2 separate regions of the Hordeum vulgare genome follow, and region 1 is linked to region 2. Evidence: chromatin contacts called from public Hi-C data. All regions are on one chromosome and are shown on one strand. The core of a region is the stretch at or near the end of the contact, and the rest is flanking DNA. Distances in the headings are between cores, read along the strand shown.

The links. A called contact is a pair of places that touch in the nucleus more often than the background predicts.
Region 1: a Hi-C map of leaf shows a contact between it and region 2, with 1.9 times the contacts expected there. The contact joins the enhancer-like site here to the promoter of LOC123427139 in region 2. A contact is called at or near these places in 2 of 6 Hi-C or Micro-C datasets (leaf and seedling).

The regions. Positions count from the first base shown.
Region 1 is chr1H:136,447,723-136,450,422 of MorexV3_pseudomolecules_assembly, forward strand. No RefSeq gene overlaps it. Among protein-coding and RNA genes, the nearest start is that of LOC123427139, 72 kb to the left of the region's middle. Within about 2 kb of position 1,294, at least 3 of the 3 cell types and tissues checked have open chromatin away from gene starts, as enhancers often do. A contact at or near this core is called in leaf and seedling, where this site is marked.
Region 2 is chr1H:136,375,391-136,378,090 of MorexV3_pseudomolecules_assembly, forward strand. It overlaps LOC123427139, which reads left to right and starts at 1,343. Exons shown (of 12, transcript XM_045111115.1): 1 at 1,343-1,641; 2 at 1,774-1,851. The coding sequence starts at 1,519.

The sequences.
Region 1 (2,700 bases), core at 44-2,543, 72 kb after region 2:
ATATTTTTCCAAACATGAAAACTAAAATCATGGTGGATTTGAAAAAATTCACCTAGTTATTATAAAATTGAAACCATATTTTTACAGAGTATTTAAGTGCCTCCAAACAATAATAATAGAGGCCAAAACAATTAATTGAATATCTTTTGAATTATGAAAATACCCACACCTTCCAAATGGGTCCCAAACATTTTGTGACACTACCAAATATTGGACCCTATCACATATTTTAGAAAAGTCATTTGTTATTACAATTAAAACCAAAATAGAAGTAAATAAAAAATGAACATAAAAGAAATAAAAGAAAAGGGGAAAGACTTACCTGTGCTCGGCCTTAGTCCACAGGGACTGGCCCAGCCCAACACGGGTCCTCCCCTACCTTGTGTTCACCGGGAGGCATGGACACGACGATGCGCGCCACCGGCTGCGCCCGATGCCGTGACGGCCATCCGCCGGCGATGCCGCACCTAAAAGTCCCTCCCTGACGCCCTTGGAACCCTAGACCCCTTCCATCCCCCCTCGCGCACCTGCTTCTCCCACGCTCGGACCCGCGCCGTCGCTGCCATGGCCGTCGCCTAACCGCGGCCACCGTGCCTCCCGCGCCTCACCACCGTGCCCTCTCGCTCCGTCTCCATAATATTCTTCTCCCCATAGATCCGCAAGACGTCGGAAGCCCCTACGTCACCGGCCCCGACCTCTTCTTCCTCTTCGGCTCCGGCGAGCTCCGTGGATGATTCCGGTGACATCATGCCTCCTCAAACCCGCTTTGCACACCTACACGTTCTCAGTGAGCCCCTCTGTCCTCCCCCCACTCCTCGCGCTCATATTCGAGCTCTAGAGCTAGATCCACTAGCGACCGAGATGCTTCGCCGAGTGAGCTCCTTGTCGACGGGCCTCCGGTGGACAATTGGTCCCGGGGTCGTGTGCACCTGCTCTACCGCGTCGCGTAGGACCTCGCTAGCCACTCCGTTTTGCTTCGTCCCCGCCGTAGTGTCGTCCCCACCATAGCCCGAACCCCAGCCGTTGTTAACCTTGTCGCTGGCGATGCTAGCAGCCACCCTAGATCCTCCCGCTGGCCAGGATGGATGCGGGTGTGCCCTGTCGTTTGAACAAGCCCCTCCGTGTGCAAAATGACGTCGTGTGGACGATTTTTGACCCCCTCCCGTGCCTCCGCCGTGTTGTTTGGCTCGCCGGAGCAACTCCAGCGCCGCCCGTCGGCGAGGTTGCACCGGGGCCACCCCAGGGTCACTGACCCGCGGGCCCCATGGCTCAAGTTGGTAGGGTTGACCCTGGTCAACTATGCTGACTGGGTAGCCCCAGCACGTGACTCGTGGGCCACTATCCCGTGGGCGAGTGAGATGTGGGCCCATGTTTCAATTAACACCTAATTAATATGGCAATTTAATTAGTCTAATTAATTTGATTAAATATACAATTACATGTGGGCTATGGTAATTAGATTAATTTTGTACTTTAGAATTACCGAGTGATTATGACACGTGGGGCCGAGCTGTCAGGTTTGACGTGAGATAGCCGGGTTGACTACTCACATCGCCGTGATGTCATGCTGATGCAATAAGTAAAATTTTGAATTAAAATAAATATATATTAATATCAGATTATTATTAAAACATGAGAAATTAATATAAAACAATCTGTAACTCACATGAAAATAATTTATATATGAAAGTTGCTGAAAAAAGCCCATGAATCCGAATACGGTGTTTGTTCATGTGTAACATGCTCCTAGCATGGTGAACATGGACATTTTGGTATGAGGATCACTTGTCCGGTAGTAGCCACAGACCTGGGAAATATCGTCAGATATTTTCCCGCTCTGTCCATGACGTGTAATACTGCGTTAGCTCATCCCTAGCACTTCGTATTTACATGTCATGTATCGTGATGCATCTGCTTGCTTTTATTTATTGTTTCTTCCCCTCTTTTCTCCGGTAGATGCCGAAGCTAACGCTGCTGCTAGGTACGACTACCCCCCTGACGACCAGCCTTTTGCACCAGAGCAACAAGGCAAGCAAAACCCCCTTGATCATCCCTATATCGCCCATTCTTTCTCCCTCATGTTTGCATTAGATTTTGATACTGTTGTAGATAGCTCCTATTCGTAATAAAGTGCTATTGTACCCTACTGCATATCAAATGCTTAGTATAGGTGGATTAGTGATCCCCAGTGACCCCACTTAGTCCCAGTTGCCCGTGCTTCATCATCAAAGACTCGACGACATTGAAGAACCGAAGACTCGACCAATCGATTGACAAGCCATGACTCGTCGCACCACTTCACACCCCCTTAGTTGTACGACTCTACAGAGCTACTATCGAGTACTGAGGTGACACCTCGTCATATACTCGTGATCTTAGCCCTATAGCGTAGTCAACCGGAGGTGGATTACGAAGGGTGATTCCTCCTTCACCACTTCCAATAACGACTCTGTCGTGCAACCCCTCAAGCATGAACCATCGAGGGTGATTCCTCCCTGGTCATCTTGATGGTTACATCAATTGGAAATCATCAAGGTTGATACCTTGGATTCCTGTGATGTTATAGACACACCATTACTTTCACTTACTGCTGGAACATGATGAAATGTGTGGTGCGGGTGGATACCCGCGTGAATGTGACGAGGCGTGGCCGAACATTCTTAGCCTTCGCCACACATCCTTGAGATGGGGCGATGGGAC
Region 2 (2,700 bases), core at 93-2,592:
CAGACAGTAAGAGCAACACACCATTAGTCGTCGAGATCATGCCCAAATAGAAGAACAAGAAAACAAGCAACATTCGTAACGGGGAGAAACACCAAATAAAAATAAAACAACTCAACATAATCATACATTGAATTACGTTATTGCACATGTCACATCATACATGACATGCGATCATGATTAGTGTTGCTCGTGGCAATTGACATAATGTTTTTAGTTAGTTGGTGATTAGCCGGTGGAACAGAAACTTGTAGTAGGGGTACATGCCACAACTAGTACATGCCACGGGGTACTACTCAAGCTCGGGCTCTAAGTCACCCTGAGTCAGAATAGGTGCAAGTCGGCGACGCTGACGAAAAGATTATTCCTCAGCAATTGGGCGGGAACATATGACGTGGTATCATGCCGTGAAGAGATGAGTAGGTGTTGAGGTAGACAATGCAATCACTTCTCGCATAAACACGAACACATTTAGAGGCTTTCTTGTGTGACCTATTATAATGTCTTGCTGTGTGGGAGTGAGCTAGCGGGAGAGACAAACTGGCTGCGGGGCTAACTCACGCTCATGTGGGGATGGAGGCAATTTGGAAAGTACGATATCGTGAGAGGGGTCGTGCAAACACCGTTGCTACACGAGATAACTCCACAACCATACGAGTGATAAAAGGATGTGCTTGACGGTCATATACCGAAAAGATGACCAAATCGCTCTCGTGCTTTGGTGGTGTGAAAAACAACTATCCTAGTGGTAGGAGAGATAATGACCGCACGAGGGTTTCCCATCCCTCCCGCCACGGAGCAGCAGGCGGAGGGGGAAGACCCATGAGGCTGGTCCCCAATAGTGGTTAGAGGAGAAACATGTGAGAGTGAGAGGGCCATGAATTATACACAAGCCAAGATCGATCTCATGTTACCCGCTTGTTGTTTTGCGACAATGCACAAATGTACAACTACTATATATAATGTTTATTGTTTTTACAGCATATAATGTCTAAATTTATCTTGGATCAAATTTACCTTTTTTGGGCTTACCTCTTCTTTTACCCCTATTCTTTTGAGACAATTTTTTTAGATGGAGTCAGGCCGGGCTCAGGTTTGAAAATCGGACCCGAAAAGCAATTCGGGCCAGGCTCGGACTTGCAAAAAAACGATGATTTACATGAAGGTCCGGCCTGGCCCGAAATTCACCTTTTATGTTCATTCTGACCGGGCTCGGGCTTGATTTTAACATTTTTCTGATTGGGCCGGGTCGGGCTCGCGGCGCGGGATATGTCCAGGTTTAGGGTGGAGCAGCACGTGCGGATTCGATTGACCCGTACCGACTTTGCCCCGTTGTGCACTCGCTGACATATAGGCCCCACTCCTTCTGAACGGGCTCCCATCACCACCCTCCTCCGTTCCACCCAGACAGCCCGATCGCACCTCAGCTCACCTCACGACGTAACCTAAGCTAGGTTTTCCTCCTCCTCCTCCACCTCCACCTCCACCGGCACCACCTCAGACGCGCGGCGGCGCGCAGCCATGGCGATGGTGGCACAGGCGGGCTTCGGCCTCACCCGCGTCGTGATGCTCGTCGGCGCGGGCGTGGCCGGGTCCGTCGTCCTACGCAACGGCCGCCTCTCCGAGATCCTCACAGAGATACAGGTGCGTCGTCTGGCCACGACCTGGCAGCTGCTCTCCTCTCTCGAAAACTCCGATCCCGATTCTTCAAGTGGCAGGAAGGCGGTTCGCTTTGGATAATTTGGTTTTGATGATCCGTGTCGCGTGGCCTTGCAGGAGTTTCTGGAGAAGGGGGAGAATGGGAAGGGAGGAGGTGGCGGTGCGGACCACGGAATCAACGACGCGCTCAACGAGGTACGCTTGTTGATCTACCTACTCCTAGTCTTAGCCATGTAGCTAAGAATTTGTTCTGATGATATGTACTCTTGCCGTTAGTTTGAGACACATGCTGTCATGCATCTCCACCGGAGCCTGTACCTCAAAATTGGAAGTACTCCCTCCGTTCCAGAATATAATACCTTTTAGGAATTCCACTAGGAGACTACATACGAAGCAAAATGAGTGAATCTATACTCTAAAATATGTCTATGTACATCCGTATGTAGTTTATAGTACAATCTCTAAAAGGTCTTATATTTAGGAACGGAGGGAGTACATGATACGATTAAGTGTATTTTTATATGATCCTGTGCCCCGGTTGCTGGTATTAATGATGGTATAGTTTGAGTGGCCTAATGTTAGTAGTTATTTATCCGGTTATCCCTGCCCTTGTGATGAATCATGAACACTTGACATCTCGGATGTGATGCCTGTGATAAGGCCTTAGCTATGGCTTCCGCAAATATGTGGTAGCTTTGTTTTAGCTAAGTAATATTTTGATCCAGCATGAAAACGTGTTTTGATGACTTGTTGCCACTAGGCCAATAGACCAGCCCCATTTCAGAATAGAAACATGTGATGAGTTGCACCAATTATTGGGTTTGGTTTCCTGATATGTCGATGTCAGCTGGTATGTATTCTATGGATTCTGTAGTCTTAATGGTCCTTATGGCAATAACATGTGATACTATTAAATATACAGAGCTTTCTTATGCCGTAACCATTATGAAATAGCTTCACTAAAATTCACAGCATCTGTAGTGACAAATCTGGTATCTCGAAAGCCCGAGGTACACAATTTGCTTTACTAGATTATTTCCTATT